Regions from separate parts of the Capsicum annuum genome. Here region 2 is linked to region 1. Evidence: chromatin contacts called from public Hi-C data. All regions are on one chromosome and are shown on one strand. The core of a region is the stretch at or near the end of the contact, and the rest is flanking DNA. Distances in the headings are between cores, read along the strand shown. Region 1 holds the start of LOC107878207 (probable lipid-A-disaccharide synthase, mitochondrial). Region 2 overlaps LOC107878208.

Region 1 (4,768 bases), core at 2,196-4,695:
GCTGAAATTTCCAGATTTCTACATGAGTTATGAATCTATATGCTATCTATTATGCTTTTGATGAGTTTTAACTTGAGATTGAATTATGGGTTATTAAGCCCTACTTGAGACTTGAGATTTTATGAACTTTTGTGCGATAAGCACCTATGATTTGAGTATTCTGAGATTATTGAGAAATGTTTTGACCTAATGGTCATTGACTTTTGAAATCCACTCTACTATATGAGATTATCGATGTGATTATTGGGTTCATGGTGAACCATGAGATTATTTCTAAAAGTAAATTTTTACGAGATGAGTGCAGATAATATAAAAGGAGTAGTATTTAGCACCTAGCGGCTAAGTTACTACGGTTTCTTACCCCAAAACTACGAACCACCATAGGTTGAGCCTGAGGCTGAGTTTATGATTATTATTGGGCCTAAGGACGAGTTGATATTAGGCCCAAAGTCGAGTTTTTTAGTGATCACTAGACCTAGGTTATACTCATTGGAAAGAGTATGATGCCTCTCCCCGTGAGGTCTTTTCCTTAGGAGTACAAAACGTTGGACTCCATGTAGCTCACATGGTTTATATCGGTTAAGAGAAACTCCCTAAACTAAAGTATTTTCCATTGAGATAAGATATTTTCCTTTAAAACTAAAATACTTTCCCTTGATATGAGTATTTTTCCCTAAAGCTTGAAATGAGATATTTTCCTAACGTGAATGAAATGCCTTCAAGTATGTTCCAAAGTTATATGATTTTGAATTCCAAGTATTTGAGTTCAAAAGAGTTATGAGTTATTCAGCATTAAAGAAGTTTTACTCTCCATGAGACATATGCATGAGTTAAAAGTATTGCCTAAAGTTTCCTTTAGCCTTGAGTAATGAGAATAAGAGAAAAGTACAAATTTCAAAGCTAAAAGTATAATGACTCACGAGATTTGTGTTACATTCTCCAATCTACATGATTCATGAGCTTTACATTTTATACATATTCGAGCCATATGAGTCATTACTTATTGCATGCATGATTTTATTAAAAAGTGTTGATGTTGTATTATATAAATGCATGCACCCCCACATACTCAGTACATTCCCAAGTGTTGATCCACATATACGTCTATGTGCTACATTGTCTTATAATACAGGTTCAGGTGCTCAGTCTCAGCCTCGTTAGTGACTTTCGAGTATCTCTGTCTACATTTCCATAGTGGTGAGTCGTCATGGTTCGAGGACCTATCTTCAGACATTTCTGTATTTGAGAGACTATATTATTACTTTCAGTTCATTTCGAGTTAGTTGGGGACCTTTCCCAACGGCTCTCTAGTTCATGGATTAGTAGAGGCTTTTTCAGACTAGTTATCATATTGTGGTTGTGTTGAGGTTTCCAGTATTGTGGTCGTTTGGATCGAGCATCTTCTTCGTATTTTCATTCATATGATATGACTATGCTAGTGTTTGAATTATTTCATCTTGAAATGAGTGTTATTAGTAGAAACAGGCTCAAAGGGTTAGCTGGGGTCTACTTGTAGACTTAAGCACCGTGTGACATCCCGAGAGGTGATTTCAGGTCGTTACAACAGTTTATGTGAGTACAAAGAACATTTTCAATTTGTTCAACTAAGGTATTTTTCAAAGATATACCTTCTTCTAGGAGATCATGGATGATTACTTGCAATTCCTGAACTTGAGAGACAACCGATTTGTTATCTATCATTTTAAAGTCCAGAAAGCTTACAACAAAGAATTTCTTAATTCCTGCATCCCCTGTCTTATATTTTCGTTCTAGTGCCCCCCCCCCCCCCCCACAAAATTCCTTCAATGTCTTAGTTTCACTATAAACATTGTAAAGGTCACTCAAGATATAATTCCTGCAAAGAAAATCTGAGTGTTTACAAGCCTCTACAATCATGAGACGCTCTTTGTCCGAGGTTTTCTCAGGCACCTCAGGAGCATCCTCACTGGTGAACCTTTGAAGGCATAGAGTGGTGAGGTAAAAGAACATCTTTTGTTATCATCGCTTGAAGTTAATGCCCGTAAATTTTTTGGGTTTCTCCGTCGGTGCCATTGTTGGAGGAGCATTCGTGCGACTTGTTGAGGCAATACTTGTTGCCCCCATAGACATTGCCGCATCTTGCATTTGACTTTCGTTAGTCATTTTTCTTGTCACCACAAGACAGTAAATTTAGTATTTTCAGAATACTACTTTTAAGTTAAATAACTTTAAACTCTTCTTGTTTGTAGTTAACGATGAAGTTTTGATTACTTTCAATCGTCAATCGAGTGACCTTTAACTTGTGATGAAGATTTTATGTCTTCAAACCGCTAGTTAAGTTCAAACGGAGTAAAAATCTTAAAGTTTTAATCTCCAAAAACAAGCAATACAGATTCTATAGATTATTCCTTAAGATTGTATTTTGTATGGTGTTTCGGGTACAAGAATTTGTATACAAACAACACCAACTTCAACACAAGTTCATGTATAAACAAGAACACCTTTGAAGTTCTTTAACACCTTTAACACAAGATTACTAATAATCTATCCAAGAAGTGTGTTAGATTTATATCAGTGTAAAACTCATGAAAAATGACACCTAGCAGTCAAATGCAACATATTAGGCCAGCTAGATATTTCTATGGATGATTGAGTCAAGAGGTCTCCTTATGTGTCAATCCTTACATCTCTTCATTCTTATGTTTCTATATATAATTTGGATCTACACAAAATTTTCATTATGTCATTTGCTCAACAAGTTTATCCACTAATTCTAGAATCTAGATGCATATAGAATTGCATATCAAAATTTGAAATTTGAACATAATTGCAACAGTAGCATAACTTGTACTAGACATTTTTTTCTAGCTCCATGCTCGTGTGCCATCGCATTCTATTTTACTTTTTGTTCATTTTTAAACAACCTATTGTAGAGTAAACTCGACCAACCTAACTAAGGAAGGGTATATTTGTTGTATTTTTTTGTGAGTCAAGTCGGTTGGGATGAGTTAAATTAGGGTGTACTTTATTTTTAGAAACAAAATATTTATGTTGATTTTGATTTTTCTGTTAAATGAAGAGTACAAATGAAAATTTCTTAACAACGAGGATAAAATTGACCTCAGGTTATAACAACGAAAGTGAATTTGATCTTAAAATATGATAAGTGGTATATTTAATTAATTTTTTAAAGTAGAGAAACAAATTTGATCCTTTTCTCAAAAATAAAACTAACTCTTTTATTGTGGGCCTCAACTATTAAGGGTTCGTTTGATGAGGTATAAGGCATAATAATTAAAAATAAAATATAATATTAATTAGTCTCAAAGTTATTTATTCCACTACTTATATTATATTGATGAAATAAAGTTATCACAAATGCATAATCAGATAATTAACTCTGAATAAACAATTTTGAAATTAATTATTCAGAATAACCTATTCCCAAATAAATCACCCCTATAATCAGATAATTAACTCTGAATAACTAATTTCGAAATTAATTATTCGAAATAACCAGTTCCCAAACAAACCGCCCCTAGTATAAAGTTGAGGGAGTATAATTTAATTCCAAAGCAATCAATTCAAGGACGGAGGGAGGAAGTGCTGGTGAGTCTGTTCACTGTGTGCCATTTTCCACATACAAGTTGTTTAATGAAATTCCCATTTTAATTTACTTTATTACTTCCCCAAGTTAAAGGGTTTTACTAAGATTTTTCATACATATATTATTTTGATAATAGGTCAGCAAAGATATGATTTTTAGAAGAATTTGGAATGTGAATAGTGAGATAAACATGAAGTTGATGAGACAGATAAGAAGAACATTCTCAGTTTCAAGTAAATCTACAGTTGATTTTGCTTCAAAAGATGGTGAACTTAGGGTCTTCATTGTTGCTGGGGAGGTTTCTGGTGATATAATTGGTTCACGTGTAATGACTTCTTTGATAAAGCTTTCTCCTTTCCCTGTACATTTTGCTGGTGTTGGAGGGTAATGTTTCTCTTTCTTTTTAGTTATTTGTTCATCATATTTGTGCCTTTTTTTGGTCTGCCAGGAATAGTTCTTTTTTGCAACATTATATAACTTTTAATTTGAATAGGAAATTTGAGGTACACCCCCTAACAGTGTGTTTGAATGATTGATACCTATTGTATTGTATTGTGTCGTTAGTTTAAACACAATGTTTGTTTTGATTATTACTTAAATTTTATTATATCTCATAGTTAAAATCCATCATTAACGTAACGGCAAAAAGTCCCATTCAATGAAACAACCAATATGGTATGGTCGTATCGTTACCTTATTTTTTCCTCATTTTATCTTTACTTATTATTTAATATATTTGATATCCTATTTTACCTGTTATCCTACTTTTGAATAGTAGCCCCACCCCATATTCTACTTTTCCTGTTGGTTTATCCTTCAAAATGGTTGATGTATGAGATTATGTAATAACAAAAAATGATATAATCTCAAGCATGTATTAATTAAAACAATACAGAGCACCACAATACAACCTTCCTCGGACTCTGGGCATAGCGGGAGCTTTAGTGCACTGGATTGCTTGCTTTTTTATTTTTTTTTATTTTTTACAATACCACACAATACAGTGCAATATGATACATTATGAAACAATACGTAACAACCATACAAAACAAAGTGTAAGATTTTTGTTAGGGTGTGTGAACGAAAGTCCACAGACCCCACTATGTGGGAATATACTGGGTTTGTTGTTGTTGTGTGAACGAAAGTTCAAAAATTTGTAGCTGCACATAATTGATAACTATG
Region 2 (5,294 bases), core at 517-3,016, 45 kb after region 1:
GCTTTCTTTCATCCATGAGGATCTTGGTCCAATTCTCACTGGACACTTCTCCCCTTTGACCACCTAGTGCCTTGCTCAAGTGAAAACAAGAATTTCAAAGAAATGGAAAAAAGATACAGCCATGTTCGTTAAAAGGGTTCTACAATTTGTAATGGCATAGAGATTGAGAGGGAAGCGTCTGGAGAAGTAAGATCACCTGGGCTTGTTTGGAACACTATTCCCGTCTTTCCAGGATGAGAATTACGTGTTCCTTGTCCCTGAGAGGTAAACTCTAAACAATAACAACAATAATGGTTCAAACCCAACCTAGTTTGGAAATAAAATGCAACCCCCCCCAAACCCACACACACACACACACACACGCACGCAAAAAATAAAAAGAAGAAAAAAAGAGTTTGGCATCGACATATCTAGCTTTTCAAAAGAAAAAAAATGGTCTATTAGAATAGATTTGATCTGTGTCCAGTTGGTTTTTATTAGTTTGCTGGCTAAGATTGTCTACATTGTGATGTGGCTAGAGTATCAAGGTGAAATTTGATATTGTCGATTTTTCTTCAGATGAGTCTAACTTCGGGACTCTGGGCAGTAGACTACCTGAGATGAAGCACTAGAAGAAAGAGATTCAGAAACTAGATGGAAAAGTGGGTTTTAACAAGTTGGCAAAATAATGATACATCTGACCTCTTTTGCTGAAAAAAGGGAAGAAAGATACCTTCTATTACTTTTCCTTCTTGAAAAAGGAAAGATAGCTTCTGACTACTGTCTATAAAACCATTTAAGAAGACTAGTAATGACTAGCAATGTTCACTAGTGAATGGTGACTGTCGAAGCTTATGTCTATTTAAAGATATCTAGACTTAACATCTAAAGTGGGAAGAGGTCCCATTGCGACTGTAAATAATGAAGACCGAGAAAATGAGAAATACTTTAGGAGGCAGTACTTGGAGAGGTTACCTTGTTAAATAAAGATTGAATTCATGTTTTCTTTGTTACTATTGTTTAACGGTTAACGCCTGCACTCAAGTTAAATCAACAATTTCTAACATTTCATTTGACATCTTTTAGTGGAGTTGATACCCCAAGCAAGGCTGGTGACAATGCTGTGCATGCTTCAGAGAATGCAGACATTCGTGATGAATTGAATCCATCAAAGAGTGATATGGATATAGAAGGTATAATGTCGCAGATGCATGATCTTTCTTTTATGCTCGAGAGCAATCTATCCATTCCCTCGAAATCGAACACTTCTCTTCCCAAGGATTGATACTCAGTTTGCTCATGTGGTTTGACTTCAAGATTCATGATTCATGTAATCTCATGTATTTTATTGTAAGAGAATACGATCGTTTTTGTAGCTTGTTATCTTAAATTTCTTGAATGGGTGCAAATGAGTGACACGTTTGTTAGCATGATATTTTGTTGTAACTGAAGAGAGAAATAGAAGAGCTTGCTTTTTCTTTTTCTTTGGAGTGGCAACTCTTAACTTCCACACATCCCTGGAGTATGCTTTTGTATGGTATTGTCAATTAACCCCACTTTATAATAGGAGATGCATTATGGATCTACAGGCCCCAAGGCTCTCCGAGCAAGTCAAAATGCATCCTCTGAGAGCGAGACATTGTATTGTGTATATGTACTGATTGGACAGAAAAGCTTAATTGTGGCACAGTTATCTCTATTCAGTGACTATTTTAGCAATGAATATCCTTGACTCCCATTTCATACTTAAAACAGACAAAAAATGGAATAAACAATCAGGACTTGTACGTACTTAAGTACAACTTCAAAAGTGAAAAATGAGTCGGAAAACATGTTATAAGTTACTCTTCAAATTTGAAATGCACTTCAAATTTGTAATTTCATGGCCGAACATTCATTTTGAAAATTATTACGAGAAAAGAAGCTTATATGGCCAGGCTGGTTCTAAATAATATGCACATTTGTCCTCCGGAAAAAGAAAAAAGAAGAAACAAAACCAAAACCCATTTATTTGCCAAAAACAAATGCTTAAAAAAGAAAAAAAACAAAAAGCCAATTCTCTCAAAGATCAAATGGTATTGTAAAGAAAACAACACCACATATAACTTAATTCAGCTGAACAAAGCTACAATTCAGTGCATAACAAAGCAGATGTATCGGTTTTAACCTATGTTGCTTCGACTCTTCAATAGTCTCATTGGGTGCGTGTCGGATTATTCAAAAATAGTGGATCTTTTGGAGAATCCGACAAGGGTGAGGCATCAGAAGTGAAGAGTCTTAGCAACTTAGGTTTTAACGAGGCTCAATAAGTTTTCAGCTTCTAACAGTTGAAAAGTTAAGAAACATTTTTTCCTCTACTGAGGTCATCATACGTTGCCTTTTCCTATTATTACAGAATTAGTTCACCATACGGTATCCTTATTTGCAATGATGTTACTCTCTTTAATCTGCGAAACATTTAGACGTCCATAAATATTGAAATGTAGCACCTGCAACGCCCATGTAGTTTCGTGATCATCCTGCAAAAGCATATGCAAAATTTTACAATTATACACATGAAGCTTTAACAGTAGTTGAAAATATCTATGTAGACGATATCGCTTTAAGATATTCTGATACTAGTAGAAATACTATCAAAGATGAAACAAGTACTACTGAAAGTTTTCAACCTTGAGTTCTAATGAACGATTGCTTAAAGAGGTTTGTCCGGAGTAGTTGCAGGAAACTGAAGAACGAGACAAGGCTAACGATGGGGGTTAAGTTATCGATGGTCACTAAACTTACTCTTTGTAACACTAAAGTCACATTTTCCTTTTTTTGTAAGAGTAAAGTCAAAGGACTAGTTTTTGTAACTGTTAAGTCATGGCCAGTTGCATATGTTCATTAGTAGTATGTAAAAGAAAAAAAGGAGCAGATGAACTCACACGAAGAATGTCCTTAAAGGTCTTGTCAAATAACTGAGGAGGAACTTGTTTTTTTAATACATCACATGGCCTGCATTATGATGGTGGATCAAACGATAAATCCAAGTGAGATATAACTAACTCATAGTTACAGAGAAATCACAAATTATGAAACTCGAGCAGCAGCATGGATGAGAATGTTTACCCGTGGAGCCATAATACTTCTGAAAAACTTATATAACATTGTATTACATATTTTAGTTGCAGCCAACAAGGTTTTTTAGAAAGTTTCTCTACCACTCGGTTCAAGACCTGTACTATCGAGAAGAAGCGATCAGCCCCATCACAACAATACGTCATTCCCTTCTCTTGCATCAGAATTTTCATAAGTATGAGAGTTGCAACCTGTGGAGGTACAATATTCCTTTCATATATGATCCAAGAAACAGCAAACCAACAAAGTCATTCGAACACTATTCATAAAACAGAACGGAAAATCAGAGTGACAAACATATCACAAGCACTTCCATTTTCCTTCCTAATGACCAAGTGCCCCGTTTCTCCTGTAAAGTTTGCTAGCATTCCTCTCAAGGATGTTTTATCATTAGGTATACCGTATGGTGTAGATGCATGCAGGGGCATAGCAAGAGGAGCGGAAGGGATTCATCAAAGCACACTTCGTGGGATAATAACATTGTATATATAAAACTAAAAATATTTTTTATGTATTATACAGTAGATATTGAATCTCCGTGACTTCTTCTGTGTTTAATTCTTTATATTTTGAAGGGAGAATCCCTTTTATGAAAATTCTGGCTCCGCCACCGGATGCGTAAGTCCTTTGCAAACTAAATAGTACATTTAAGATGTAGGTTATCAGCAACTAAACATACAATTGTCTGGAAGAACTAAATCTTTTTTCAAGATCCTAATTTCCTTTTAATCATATGGTCACCCAGTCCCATGAATTTTGAACTTTATTCCCATATTCCAAATTCTCATTCGAAATACATGTATATAAAGGGAATACGAAAAAAATTCTTTTGCGGAAACAATAGAACTAAAAGACTTCATTCTCAGGTTATCAGGAACCACTCTCAAGAAACTCAGAACTTCAACGCCTAAAATCAGTACGTAGCAGGCTAACCTTCTGTGACAGTTCATCACAGTGATCCATGCACGCTAGGCACAAAGGAACCATTTCCGTTTCCAAGAAAAAATGAAGGACCAGTGGTCCATTTGGATCATCAAACTGCACCAGAAAGCAAAATATTGGAATCATGAAGTTGAACTTCCAAAAATTAGAATAATGCTACAAATGTATGATCAGTGGTCAAATTACCAATACAAACATGCCACATATTTCGCTATGATAAACAATTCAAGAAATGCAGATAGGTATTTCAAGAAGAAAAAGCAGATACTGATTTATGGAATTGATTACCAGTTTACCATCAGCCATAATTATTATGGACACTTTGTCTAGTCAGGGTACTATAGAGCGAACCTATTCAATTTTTATAGTATGATGGTTGTCTGTTCACAGCCTAGCTGTACCTAACATCTTTTTTGTTTTAGGATCAATATCAGCATGCTGTTTGTCACACGATAAACCTAATTTGAATTATGGACCTCTGACACAATCAAACCCGAACGAACAAAACATTGAATTGAATTTTACCAGTCCCTACTAGGGGTTATTTACTCATTTTTGTACTTACTGTTTTGTTTTTCAATTTCAAGTGGAGGGATTTGGTTATATACTTGGTGGTGTATACCTCAACTTACACTTTTCCACCTCTCTTGACTTGGATGGACAAAGAGTATATTTCCTTAATTCAATCCACTAATCAAACAATCAGAGGTAATTTTGGTTATTCCACCAAAAAAAGCCAATGTATTTTCTTTCCTCACTCTTCATGGAACTAAACATAATGGTTCTAATGTCACAAGGAAGAAAATAAAAAACAAGAATTAGTAACATTTGAAAGTAAAAAATATTATGTATGAGATTCTCTAGCATATGTAAACAACAAAGTCTAATTACTGAACGTGTGTTTAGTAAATGCATGAAATGATTGTAGCGACAACAATAGAGAGAGCGTGTTTTATTTGATCAAAAGGAAGGATACCTCCGTTAGGGAACCAAGAACACCCAAGGTGGTGAGCCTCAAATACTCCAAAGGTTTGTCATCTCCACTAGGTTTGAGTAATGGGTAGAAATAACATGGTATTTTAGCTGCAAAGGGAAGTTACTAGAAGAGTTAACTGTTTCTCACACAACGCTACAAATATATCTTACTCAGCCTGCATTTGTTCAAGAATTCCATCAAAAAGAGAAAGACGAGCAGGGGGATGCAGATCATTAAAAGGACATATACTTCATCGCAAAAGATTTGCAGGCATGATCTG

Evidence for each region. Hi-C and Micro-C count contacts between places; a contact is called where the count stands out from the background.
Region 2: a Hi-C map of leaf shows a contact between it and region 1, with 2.5 times the contacts expected there. The contact joins the enhancer-like site here to the promoter of LOC107878207 in region 1. A contact is called at or near these places in 2 of 5 Hi-C or Micro-C datasets (bud and leaf).

What each region holds. Positions count from the first base shown.
Region 1 is chr7:185,651,213-185,655,980 of UCD10Xv1.1, forward strand. It overlaps LOC107878207 (probable lipid-A-disaccharide synthase, mitochondrial), which reads left to right and starts at 3,446. Exons shown (of 9, transcript XM_016725127.2): 1 at 3,446-3,588; 2 at 3,723-3,970. The coding sequence starts at 3,735.
Region 2 is chr7:185,697,590-185,702,883 of UCD10Xv1.1, forward strand. It overlaps LOC107878208, which reads left to right. Exons shown (of 3, transcript XM_016725128.2): 3 at 1,066-1,463. The coding sequence ends at 1,264. It overlaps LOC107878209 (CCR4-NOT transcription complex subunit 9), which reads right to left. Exons shown (of 9, transcript XM_016725130.2): 5 at 5,015-5,121; 6 at 4,030-4,134; 7 at 3,088-3,287; 8 at 2,904-2,973; 9 at 1,557-2,498. The coding sequence ends at 2,382. Among protein-coding and RNA genes, the nearest start is that of LOC107878208, 8.2 kb to the left of the region's middle. Within about 2 kb of position 1,767, at least 2 of the 5 cell types and tissues checked have an H3K27ac peak or open chromatin away from gene starts, as enhancers often do. A contact at or near this core is called in leaf, where this site is marked.